2 separate regions of the Mus musculus genome follow, and region 2 is linked to region 1. The links are chromatin contacts, called in public promoter capture Hi-C maps. All regions are on one chromosome and are shown on one strand. Each heading gives the region's core, a stretch centred on a gene start, on an enhancer-like site or on the middle of the called end of the contact. The rest is flanking DNA. Distances are from core to core; before and after follow the strand shown. Region 1 holds the start of Cavin3 (caveolae associated 3). Region 2 holds the start of Syt9 (synaptotagmin IX).

What was found. Promoter capture Hi-C pulls out the DNA fragments that hold promoters and counts their contacts.
Region 2: a contact with region 1 is called in a promoter capture Hi-C map of hippocampal neurons, with 3 times the contacts expected there. The contact joins the promoter of Syt9 here to the promoter of Cavin3 in region 1. A contact is called at or near these places in 2 of 39 promoter capture datasets (hippocampal neurons and liver).

Annotation. Positions count from the first base shown.
Region 1 is chr7:105,478,274-105,484,931 of GRCm38.p6, reverse strand. Cavin3 (caveolae associated 3) reads left to right here and starts at 2,735. Exons shown (of 2, transcript NM_028444.1): 1 at 2,735-3,156; 2 at 3,713-4,316. The coding sequence starts at 2,773. The coding sequence ends at 4,111. Gm36847 (a long non-coding RNA gene) reads right to left here and starts at 2,133. Exons shown (of 3, transcript XR_378395.4): 1 at 2,062-2,133.
Region 2 is chr7:107,366,950-107,373,607 of GRCm38.p6, reverse strand. It overlaps Syt9 (synaptotagmin IX), which reads right to left and starts at 2,818. Exons shown (of 7, transcript NM_021889.4): 1 at 2,461-2,818. The coding sequence starts at 2,605. It also overlaps the pseudogene Gm19033.

The DNA.
Region 1 (6,658 bases), core at 1,486-3,985:
CTAGGCACAATTGCTGGGTGCAGATTTCTCCTGCCTGGAAAGGCATGTCCTTTCCAACTTATATCTCCATTTCTTCTCCTACCCTGAACTTAGTTGCTTGTACCCCACTAACCTCCTTGGCCATCTGCCTGTAGAGAAGGCCACCGGCCCTAGCTCTCCCAGAGGCCTTCATGATTGCAGAGTCCTCTTACCTTCAAAGCATAGCTAAAAAAGCCCCTCTCCTTCCTTGTGTCTGCCTTTTCCTCCTGGGACCTGGAAGTCCCACTTGTACCTTCTGCCCAGCAATTGGGCCCTGGCCTTCTTTATTGACAAATGAAGAACCAATTAGGAAACTAGAGATTAGAATCAGAACCTCCCGTTACAAAGACCCGCCTGCTTCTACCTCAATTCTTTTTAAAAGTAAATCACAGAAATTAGGGGTTGGGAAGATGACTCAGTAGTTAAGAGTGTTTGTTGTTCTTCCAGGGGACCCAGGTTCTATGCCAGGACCCATACTGGGTTGCTCACAACCACCTGTAACTTCACCTCCAATAGTAGCTAATGCTGTTGGCTCTGTGGGCACCTGCACTCATATGCACACACCCACACCCATACACCAAATATTTGTAAAAATGCTAAAAAAAAAACCATAAGAAATTAGAAAGATCACTCTTTTTCTTCAATTATCTTCATTGTAGGGGAACTCTGCTCCTTACCTAGGAGAATGGCTGACAAAGAACTTGGGCAGACAGGCCGTGCTGGGTCCCCTCTCATCTACTATAGTCAGACCACACCCCTTTGTCTAACCCCATTTCTGTGTAGCTCTCCAGTCTTCATTAACTTAAGCATACAACAGTTTTCCTTTGTGTCTTCCCTTTGGAATGTCTGTGCCATGTAAAACCTCTATTACTTAGACTTGCTATGCCATTTCCATCTCCCTGTGCAGCCAGGGAGAGTCTTAATCTTTCAGATGTGCCATTCTTAGTTCCAGATTTACAGGTGTATAACCAAGCTCATTTAAACCTGACTGTGGTTTTAAGAGCGCCAGCCACGAACTGGTGATAGGCATCACATTTTGAACATCTAGAGCTAGAACGGACCAGACAGTGATGTATGGTTGGGTAGAATTGGTCACTAAAGCTTTTCTCAACCTTATTTATGTATGTAGTCTTTTGGACGACCCAAGACAATTGTGTGTCTAAGCTGGAGAGATAGCTCAGCCAATAAGAGTACTTGAGGCTCTTACATAGGACAGGAATCCTATTTTTAGCACCCACATTGGATACCTCAGAGTGGCCAATAACCACAGTTTGAGGGCATCTGACACCTTCTGATATCCATAGGTCTTTGCACATGCATGTGCACACATTCATGCACACACACATATACATAAATAAATAAAAACATCTAAAAGATTTCCAAGTTGTTGGGCTGGGGTATGGCTTAGTGGCAGAATACTTGTCTAGCGTGTTTGAGGGTTTGGGTTTGATCCTTAACGCTGTGCCTTTTCAGCCAACTAATGGGGCAGTCAATGAACACCTATAACTTCAACACTCAGGTGTCTGAGACAGGAAGATTTTGAGTTTGAGGCCTGGGTTACACAATGAGTCCCTATCTCAAAAACACAGAAACAGGGTCAAAGATGTAGCTCCGTTGAAGATGTTGACCAGTGTGCATAGGAGCCTGAGTTCGATTTCCAGCACCAGCATAAAGTAGGTTTGGTGGCACACAACTGTTATCTCAGCCGTTGGGTGGCAGAAGCAAGAACAGACATTCAAGACCATCCTTGGCTGAACAGTGAGTTCAGGGCCTCCCTGAATGACATGAAACCCCGCTCAAACTCTTTGTGTTCTTTTGTCAGGCTCAGATGGCTCTGCTAATATCGGGTCCAAGATGAGCAAATCAAACTCTAACATAAAAACAAAGTTTTCACAACCAGAACTCAGGAATCAACCTTTATGTAGTGATTTTCCACTCTAACACTCACTATGTAGTTCATCATGGTCTCCAATTGGTGATTTTCCTACCTCAATATGTATCACCATATCTAGCTACTGCAGCATTTCAAATCCTCACACTCACCAATTTCGGAGACGGGATTGAAGGCATTACGCAGGAACCACAGCCAATCTCCATTAAAACGGACAAACCAGTACTTATTCTAACTCATGGCTGAGCTATCCTCCAGGAATCCAAAGAAGAACAACGCAGTCCAGTAGGAAGAAATAGCAATAAACGAAGCCAGAGGCTAAACCTGGAAAATATCAGAGGATGCCCCGCCCAGCCCGCCTAGACACAAAGCCCTGCCTTGGGCCTAGGCAGTCTTGGGTCTGAGGCAGAACATTCCAAACTTTACAGGCCTCCGCCCAGCGTTGGGGCTCAGCAGCTTTGACGGCTTAGGCTATGCCTTTAACACCCCTGCCTTCCACCCCCACCCCCTTCTCTGATCACTAGATAGATAAATGAAATTTTCAGTGGTTTGCCTTTTGCTGTGAAGAACACAGGCCTGAAAGAAGCCCACCAGGAAAATGGGGGAAAAGGAGCACAAACTCAGAAAAGAGGTGCCTCTGGGCAGGACTGTCTTACTCGCAGATCCCGGGGCGGAGCCTTCGAAAGAGCCCCCTTTGGACATTCCGCCCCCTTGCTCGGCCTCCTCCTTTTCCCACCGCGGAAGATGCCAACTCCCGCCCGGCTGAGTCACGGCCTGAACTAGGGGAGGAGGCGGGGAAAGGCAGCCCCAGCCCAGATCGCAGCCATCGGTCTCAGGGAGAGCAGGCCCGGTGGTCAGAGATCATGGGGGAGAGCGCACTGGAGCCCGGACCTGTGCCTGAGACGCCCGCAGGGGGTCCGGTGCACGCAGTCACCGTGGTGACCTTGCTGGAGAAATTGGCCACCATGCTGGAGGCTCTGCGGGAGCGGCAAGGCGGCCTGGCTGAGAGGCAGGGCGGCCTGGCGGGCTCCGTGCGTCGCATACAGAGTGGCCTGGGTGCGCTGAGTCGCAGCCACGACACCACCAGCAACACACTGACGCAGCTGCTGGCCAAGGCGGAGCGCGTGGGCTCGCACGCCGACGCAGCCCAGGAGCGGGCCGTGCGTCGCGCTGCTCAGGTGCAGCGGTTGGAGGCCAACCACGGGCTGCTGGTGGCGCGCGGGAAGCTGCACGTCCTGCTCTTCAAGGTCAGTGACCTCAGGCATCCCTCTCCCGCCCCCAACCCTCGCCTCTAGGTTACCACCGAGGGAAGGACTCCTGCCACCCACCCGTCCGCATCTCCACATTCCTGACCCAGCGTGCTGCCCTCACTTGTGGAAGACTCTCAGAGCCGCACCCACTTTCTCACAACAGCGACCTTATCCCTTTCTCACTCCCAGCCTGGCCAACCCACGCCCTCCCTAACTCAGGCCAGTCTGCGGATTTGGTCAGTCGCACCCACATGGAACTAACTGTTAGGTGTTACTCTGCCTCCTCCAAGCGCCTATACAGCTGTTACACTCTACACGGTTTCATCCACTTTGCAAACTTGCAAGGTCCACTTTCCCCCTCTTTGCTCATCTCTCTGCTCCTCCATCCTCCCCATCCCCCATCTTCCCATTCCTCTATTTTGGCCCCAATTCCTAGTGCAGATGCAAAGGGTGGAGTAGCTTCCCTTGGCGGGCGGGCAAGAGAGTTTCAGGCTGGTCCTGGCTAAGTGCCAGGGTCAAATCAGAGAATCAAAAGCTGTGTCATCACATTTAGGAGGAGACTGAAATTCCAGCCCGCGCCTTCCAGAAAGTCCCAGAGCTCTTGGGTCCGGAGGACCAGTTGGTGCTGGGCCCAGATCAGCCAGAGGATGAAGTTGGAGAGAGTTCTGAAGAGGAGCCAGTGGAGTCCAGGGCTCAGCGGCTGCGCCGCACTGGTTTACAGAAAGTTCAAAGCCTGAAAAGGGCTCTTTCCAGTCGTAAAGCAGCACAGCCCACACCAGTCAAGCCGCCACGCGTAGGGCCTGTCCGGAGCTCTGAAGGCCCATCAGAAGGCCAGCCTGCAGCTCAGCCTGAAATGGAGTCCGAGCTCGAGACTGCCCTGGAGCCAGAACCTCCTCAACCTACCAAGGAAGATCCTGAGAAACCCGTGCTTCAAATAGAGAGCGCAGCCTGATCCCTGGGGCTGCCTGTCCCATTCGGTGCTTAAGCCTTGTCCCAAAATAAGTACTTATAGAGTGCAGCACTTACATCCAAATAAGGAGAGAATCCTGCATCCACTGCCCAGCTCCAAAGCTTCCTTCCTGGCTTTCCAGTCTGAACCCTGTGTCCTCTGACAGAGGAGCTTTCAGCCTAATTTAGGTTCACCACCAATAAAAGCAATTTTCTCTAACCCAGACTCAATGAGAAAGGGCGAGCGACAATGCGCATGGCTTGGGGAAGGAATGGGCTGAATGACAAACGTTCTCACTTTTCACCGAATCCTGGGTCCTCCATTGGCACGGAGAAATATTGGCCACTTACTGCTTAAATACATTCCTCTTGGGGACACATAAGTACAACTTTGGGGCCCGGCCTGGGGCGGGGCAGTATGCAGTTCTTTGAAGAAAACGCCCTAGTTAATGTCAGCTAATGCACTCTTCCTACTTCTGGTGTCTGACACTCACAGACAGCTCACACCATTGGGTTGGGGTGCATTTAGAAAGCAATCCAAAAACAGCCCTTGGTCTACTTTCCTTCTGCCAACAAAACAAAACAAAGCACACAAAGCACTCATTGTTTTCAAAACCAAATGAGTAATCTGATAGGTTGAGAGAATCCAGGCCTCCTAGAATCGAGCATCTCTCACAATGAGTGTGACGAACTGACTGTGTCTTCATGTCAATGCATAAAATAAAAAAAAAATAGGACCTCCATGTTTTTTAGATCTTGTTAGGGTTTGAATCTGAAAGGTTCCCTGAAGGCTCATTGTTGGGAGCTTGCTAGCTTTCTGTGTGTGTGTATGTGTGTGTGTGTGTGTTAGAATGGCTTGTGATCTAATCAATGGAGTATGCCCTTGATTTATCCATAGTATGTCAGTCTTATTGGGAGACAGAGAAAAGAAGGAGGTTAGACTTAGTTGGAGAAAGCAGACAGATGGATGCTATGCCTGCTGCCACAATCTGCCTCATTTCAGGCCAAAAGCCGGCACCCATTTTAAAAATTTAAAAACCAATCTTCTCAGTAGTTAGTATAGCATGCAGAATTAATTTCCCACTTGATGCATAATAGAGAAACTGCAGTGTTAATTCCCCGTTGAGGGGACATGTCATGTCAGTCTCATGGACTTTCAAATATTCTGGAATGTTTGATGTTCACCACCATTTATGTGGGCACTCCCATATCCAGCACAAGCGCAGTCATCATAAATACCAGTGGGCACGGTGTGTGTGTGTGTGTGTGTGTGTGTGTGTGTGTGATGGATTAGCTACTACCTTCTTAGGAAAGGGGTCTGCGTGTAAGCCCAGCTGCTTGAAGTCGGCCAAGCTTCTCACTCCTTGGCCAGGTAGGGCAGAAGCACAGCTGGTTGCTCATGATGTCTTACTACGGGTGTACAGATAGCAGCTGGCCCACACATCTGGTGGAGCTGCTATGGGTGCTGTGACTAGATCTGAGGAATGGCTGAGACACCAGTGGGTACTTCTGGGCCAGATGGCACACACAGAAGACGTGCATGTGATTGGGAGACAACCTGCTCTCTTATGTCACTTAAGGGACAGAAGTTGCCCAGTGACTCTGGAAGTTTGTTTTTTATCATATTAAACAAACAAACAGAAGCATTGTATCTCTGCATATGTGTGGAGGTTATAGGACAACTTTTCCTGGTTGCTCTCTTTTCCCGCTGTGGGAACTGAACTCGGATCACCAGGTTTATGCACACACACATTCCTACCCCTGGGGCCATCCTTGGCCCTTTATTTTCTAATTTAAAACATTCTTTTTAGGTTTATTTTCTGTGTTCTGCCTGCATGTATGTATGTGCACCACATGTATGCCTAATGCCCACAGAAGCCAGAAGAGAGCACTGGGACTTCTGGAACTGAGTGACAGATAGTTGTGAGCTAGGAACTGAACCCAGGTCCTCTGCAAGAGCAATGGATGTCCTTAACTGCTGAACCATCTCTCCAGCTCCTATATTCTTTTATAGCTTTTGAATAAGCTCCATTCAAAACCAACAGTCATCTATTGAGTGCCTACTATGTGGCAGGCCCTGCTGAGTATGATTCAGAATTAAAGTTAAGCTTTCTGGTTGGATAAACGATTCTGTCGCTCCCTCACACAAGGAAGCAATGATCATGGACTTGACTCCCCGTTCACATTCTTATCTGTAGCCCTTTTAGGCAGTCTTTCACGGGACCAGGGTTAGACTGCCTGCCATATCCTGCCAGTCTCCCGATTCACCCCCTTATTGTCTCTTATCACCTTCACAATAGAGCTAAAGCTTCCCACTGTCCCTGAAGACCTCTTGTGAGTTGGTTCCTTCTGTCTCTTGCTGGGTGTCCTCACGCAAGACGGTCTCTGGTTAAAAACTCCGAGCACTGAAATGATGTCACAAGTGGGAGATCACACCTCACCTCATGTGACAGGTCACTATGGGAATGCTGTTGCACCAAATGTTTTATACAGAAATTCCCTTCAAGCTATGCTTATGAACTGCATGAAAACACAAGCATGTGGGCTCAGG
Region 2 (6,658 bases), core at 1,569-4,068, 1.9 Mb before region 1:
TCTTACCCCATCTCTGAAAAGGGGGGAAATCATCCCAGATGCAGTGCCACTCTGCTGGGAATTGCTTGTTTTCTCCCTTTATAACTCAAATCTTTAATGGCGCTTGAGAAAACAGCCACCATGGGGGAGCCATGGATAAGCATCAGGCAGACAAGGCTGCAACGTGGCATTCGTGGGTTCTTTCACAGAAAAGGAAGTCACCCATTTACAGAGAGGACTCTCTGGGGACCCATCAGGGCAGCTGTCCATAGCTGTTCTGGGTCAAACTACCCAACAGCCGTTCACCTAGCATGCGCAGTGCAGCCTCTTCAGCCACTCATCTTTAGGGCTCAGAGATTAAGGGCACTCTTGGTTTGCACGAACAGCTTCAGAGGAAAGGACATGCACTCACGAGATGTATGTAAGAATTACTGTGAGCAAGGTGAGGAAGGGAGAGGGATGGGGAGGTCTGGACTGAGCAGATGTGCCCTGAAAGAGAGGGTGGTGTGTTAAATGCATCTTTGGCTATAAATTCCTCCCACTTTCTTAATTTCAGGGCCCTTCTCCTGTCTCAAGCTCAGGCTACTTCCTGACACAATGAAAAGAGCCAGAGGGGCAGGAGCTACCTCAAAGCCATGTGCCCTAGTTTAAGCAGAACACAGCTTTCAGGAAGTCAGGGAACAGCAAGACAGTCATTGAAAGCAATTTCCCAGTTCAGGAACCAGAGTTCCTCTTGTAAGGAGTATGCTTGGGACTCTTCCTTCAGGCCCACCCAGTGTGGAAACTGGGAGAGTCTAGGCACATGGGAAGCAGTCACTTCATTAAATGGAAGAGAGAGAGAACTGACCAGAAAGATGTGGCTTATTAAAGCCCAATTCAGAGACAGGCTGCATCCCCCTTCTCTTGTAAAGCCAAAGATGACAACTTGTCTGAGATAACAAGGAAAATCTGCTTCACAGGGGCAGGAACACAAAGAGAGGTGTCAGTACTAACATGAGCTTTGGGAAAAGTGTGTTAATAATGAGCTTGGTCCTGCTATGTAAGCACAGAACACCCCACACTCAGAGCATCTTTCTGGGATTCCTGGGGGGAGGTGAGGCACTTCCATTCATATCTGTGGTCTGTGGGGCACACGCTCATCCATCAAAGAGCCACTCAGAAGCTGGACAACCAAGCCTCCAGGGAAATCACTGCAATCTGTAGTTCTCCACTTAATTCTCCCCTTTGGAGTAAAAGATTGGAGATCATTTGAGAAATTTATTAATGTAACCATGAGCATGAAAAAAAAATAGATCCTCTGAGTACAGAAAAATGTGACAAACTTTTAACACCTGCCTTTGCCACACACACTGAGCATTGTCCTATTAAAGGTAGGTTGTTTAAATGGGCTCGTTCCTAGTTAAAAGTCAAGTCACTCTTTATCCTTTGTAAATGTATTTTTATAGAATGAACTGGCTTGAAATGAGAAATGCTCACATTTACTTGTTTGCACAGCAATTGCTTATTGCCAATGTCTGCACACAGGAACATCAAGGCAAAGGCCATTCTTTCATCCCTCTTTTAACAGTCTAACCATGATTTGCCTTTTAACATTTAAAACACTTAGACTGGAAAAATATTCGAGATTATGAGTCCTCCAGCCTAGAAGATGCTCAGGAAATATCCAAAAGGAATGAATGCATCTTTCCAGTGCCCAATGATGAGTAAGAAAACAGTAGGACTTGCAAACTGCTCAAATAAAACACCTTCCTCTGACCTTAATTGGTCAGATGCCAAAGTAAGCGAACTTTACAAAGTTAGGAGCCTCACAACTTTCACTAGGACAACTGCCAGCTGCAGCAAGCCCACCACTCTAGTGTGCCAAGCTATCACTGCGAGACAAACTGGGAGCCAAGGCCTCATTGCCTAAGCACCTTGAGACATGAAAGGAGAGGGTTCAGGCCCAGCCGCTCTAGTCGTGTGACTCTGGGGCCCGGCCCCAGACAAGATCTTGTCTGGTCCTTTCCACAGTAGAGCCTGGGGGGAAACTGGGCACTCAGGTTGAGCAGCTTCGGGTGGAAATCAGCCCGGCTGTGCCAAACTCCCAACTTCACAGAGTTTCCTTGGCTCTCAGATCCCACTCCCAGCTCCGAGGCCTCCGTGGCCTCGCCTGGCTCCCGGGCGCTCGCGAGTGAAGTGGCGGGCGCAGCCCCGAGCTCAGGAGCCGCCCCCAGGAGCCCAGCGCAGGTGGCGGGCGTGGTTCCTCCAAGCCTGCCCCAGCCCACCCTGGCTCGGCCTCCGCGCGGCAGCCTCCGCCCGAGTTCGCCGGGTTCCAGCATCAGGCCGTGGTGCGCTGGTTGTGGAGACCTACTTGGGCTCAATGGTCACCCATTGCCCTCCTCCAGTCTGCGTCGCTCTCCTGCCTCAGGCCCTGGCTAGGTCCCCAAGTCCCCATTTCAGGGCCCTCGAGTCGCGCCCGCCAGCGGCGGCGGCCGCGCTTACCTGGGTCGCGGAGCCGGGGTCTGGCACGGTCCCGCAGGTGGTAGATGAAATCTTGGCAGCTGTCGTGCTCCAGGGCCCCTCGGGCACAGAGCTCGGCCAGCAGCTGCAGCGCCTGGTGACAGAGCGCGTCCCTGGCCCCGGGCATCGCCCCCCCGCATCCTCGGACCGCGCCGGGCAGGCGGGCGCGGGAGAAAGCCCTCCGCCTGCCAGCTCAGAGCTGCCGCCGCCGCCGCCGCCACCGGCCGGTCCGCGCTCCCCACCCGAGCCGCAGCGCCAGCCGGGTCGGCCTCCCACCGGTTGCATGCAGCTCTCGGAGAGCCGCTCGCTCGGGCTTTCTCCGTCTCCCGCGCGGCCCCTCGTCCCTCCCTCGGCGCGGAGGGGAGGCGGCGCCGCACAGCCCAGCGCGCCTCTCCGCGCTCCGCCCGCTACTCGCGGCCGCCGGGGGCGGGGCCGGGTCAGGGGTGCGCGCCGCGGGCGGGGGTTTGCCGCGGCCGCCGCAGAGCAGGCGCGCCAGGTAGGGACCCGGGACGGGGGCGCTCGCCCACTGCAGGAGAAGCGCCTGATTCCGCTCCGGACCCTGCGCTGTGAGCGGCCGCGCCCAGGATCAGGAAGTACGAGCTGGTGCGCGTGCTAGACGCTCTTGGCACCCCATTTCTCCGCCCAGATGCAAACCTAGCATCCCTCAGGGCTCTGGAGCCACGCGTGGGTCCAAAGCACGTTCTCGGTTGTATGGAGCGAAGGCTGGAGGGTAGACTACACCTGCCGAGATCTCAGTACCTTCTTTAAACTTGGAAAGCGCGGTCTGAGCAGAAACCGCGGGCCCAGGGGTGTCACGCGCCCAAATGCGGGGTTTAGAGCCAAGATTTTCCAACAAAGAATGGATGCACAGCGTGATGGTGATTTGGAGAAGGTGGAGGCTCAGATAAGAAATGAGGACAGATGTATGGCCCTCCGGAAAGACGCTGAGGCTCACCTGGAGCTTTGCAGGTCCTGATTGGTTTTCTAAGAAGCTGATTGGAAATGCGAAGGTTGCCAGCATTTCCCTGGCACAGGAGACAGAGGATCCAGAATTTGTGGATGTTTGGAAAGACCTCAGTCACCTCTCATCTACCCATCTCTTCATTTTTTTAGGCACTCAGCCCAGAAATAACCACAAATTATTTAGCTTGTTTGTGTGCCCAAGGCACTGTGCCACAGCCTTTTGTATAGTTTCATTTAATTCTCTAGATAGAGAGCCTTAAACGTGTGTGTGTGTGTGTGTGTGTGTGTGTGTGTGTGTGTGTGTGTGTGATCTCCACGCTGCCACTAAAACAACAGACTCAAGAGAGGTGGTACTTGCCTAAGTTCATAAGAGACTTCTCCCCCACCCTCTCTCTCCCTGCCTCTCATCCACCCGCTCCTCTTTTTCTTTCTCCCTGATTCTCTTACATATTTATGTAATCCTAATGTCAAACTTCATTCTAGAACAATTAGCTAGGACTCTTACCCATAAGGATGTGCTGTCTAAGAATCATATTGCAAATAAGGAATATTTGCTCAACAGACAAAACTTGAAGTTGTGTGGTGAGCAGTGCTGGGTTTGGTGGAGTTTATATTAGAGTAATAGAGAATGGGCAGCTGTAGTTATAAAGGTAAATCCAGATAGCTGTGGAAAGGCACGTAGAGTCTATTTTGGGTTTCTATTTTTAGTTTGTTTGGTTTTTTTTTTTTTTCCCCACTTCCTAAACTTTTTCCTTTAAAACTAAGGCCCAGGGCTGGGGTGCAGATTAATTGGAAGAGTTGCTTATCTACCATACTCAAGGCTCTGGATTTCATCTAGAAACAAACAAACCCAGTATAGTGGCATAAGCCTGCAATCCGAGTGCTCTGAGGTTCAAGGTCATCCTTGGCTACATTCTGAAGTAGTCTGGGCAACACATGCCTCAAACAAACAAACAAAAACACCTAAGACAAACACAGCACACTGTGAAGGAGGGAACCAGCTGAGAACGAGCCAGTCCAGGAGACTGAGCAGGTGCTCTTCCAAAGGGGGGGAGGGTGGAGGGGGGACCACCAATGGCCATGACGCAGAGAAGGATGGTGTATGAAGAGGGGAAGTGCTTGTTCAAACCAATAGCAGTGTAACTCTTATGAGATGATGTCAGAAAGCTGAAAGCTGTGAATTCCGTTAGTAATAACTGGAAGAGATTAAAATCTGGTGATAGCCTAGACCAGACAGAAGCAAATGCTGACTTGGGAAACAGTCAAATTTGAAAGGCATTTTAAATATTAGGAAGACTGTAATGGATAGAATCTGAAAGAAAGAAAAGTAGCAACATGTGAAGAGGGGTGCTGGGTTTGGTAGCCCAAACTTGTAATCTCAGTCCTCAGAAAAGTAGAGGCAGAAGAATTCATTCAAGTTCAAAGCCAGCCAGGTCTTCATAGCAAGTTTCAAGCTAGCCAGAGATACACAGTAAGACTCAAAATATAAAACATGAAAAACAATTTGCACCCTAAAATAAAACAGAAAAACAAACCACAACATAAAAAACCCTCTGAAATCTCCCCAGATTCAAAAGCATACCTGGGACATATGTGGGTCTCTAGTGGCACATAGATGTTAGCCTAGAGCTGCATGACAGGGGTCTGTGGTCATTAATGGGAAAGAGAAAGTGAGTTGCCACATGGAAGGTTACTCCCAGGAGAGGTGGCTAGGAGATAACTCCAGCCTTTAAAGATAACTCAACAAGAGGATGAAAAGTAGCAATTAGAAGAATTAGAAGGCAATGTACAGAAGTCCAAGGAGGACTTTGATAGAAGTGATTGACAACCGTCAGGTTTAGAGTTTAAAGGTAGAGGGGAATCTCAGGTATGTCCTTAGAGCTAAGCATCCTGCTGCATGCCTGTAATCACTGCCCATAGGAAGTAAAAGCCAGAGGATCAGAAGTTTGAGGCCAGCTTGGGCTGCTATCAGGAAACAAAAAAAATGTTTTTGCATTGAACTTGTTTTAATGAGTCTCAGAATTTTTTGACAGGTTTTCATTCAAGTTGTTCACCTTTAATCAAGTTGAAACAAACTGCTCTCTACTTGAACTTAACACCCACTCAGCAGGAGTACTGTGCCATGCCTAGTACTAGAAACCTAGCTAACTACTCAGTGCTAGGGAAGTCATGCTTAGTAGAGGAGACTCCACAGTTACTAAGGTACTAAACCAACATGATCCCTGAAAACAATCTCTAAACATTTATCCTTATACCCACAGATAAGTATAGTCTTCACCCCTCACCAAGGAAACTTCTGTTCGCAACAGACAGAAACAAATCCAGACAACCACAAGCAAGCACAATATAGAGTTGTGGAGTCCAAGCCCAACTGACACACCTACAAAACATTCCTGCACCTAACCTCAGGGAACATTACAGAAGAAGTGTGGAAATATTGTAAGAGCCAGAGAATCAGGGAGTTTGCTGTGTGATTACGTCTCCTAGCAACATTAGAAGCTATGGTCATAAAATCTCATCAATATGACCTCTCAAAGTTGAACAAGAATAACACCAATAGATAGGCCAAACTGGATGGGGAAATGCCCACTAGGCCTCACCCCTACACAAAGAACAACAGGCAACTGAGTGAGGCTAGGAGCAGGAGAGGTAACCCTCACCTGGGGAGAGCACGTTATATTTAGGAGTGTGTGTGTGTGTGTGTGTGTGTGTGTGTGTGAATGTGTGTGTATATGTGTGTGTGTGTGTTCGTACACGGAATGTACATATATACATTCTCTAACAATTAGTGAAACAAAGAGGCCATGAATTTGAAGGACAGTTGAGCAGGTTTATGGAAGGAAGGGCTTGGAGGGAGAAAAGAGAAGGGAGAAATGCTGTAATTAAATTATAATCTCAAAAACGAACAAAAAATACTGTCTTACAAACTAATAACTTAAACTGAACACAGAGGCACAAATGGTCCACGAAACATTTTCCTTTCCCTCTGAAGGTTTTTACAGTGCATTGTGATCAGTAACAAGCCTTCTGCTATGACTTAAATGGCTGTTTAGGCAAACAGTTCTGAGACCATCCCTACACCATTGATAAAGATTGGAACAGCCAATGTTAGGGATGATATTCATTCAGTCTTCTGAATTTTCTGGGCATTTTGGTTACCTTGGCAGCTCTAGTAGCTTTCTGGTCTACAGCTCTGATGCTACCCACAGAAACTGCT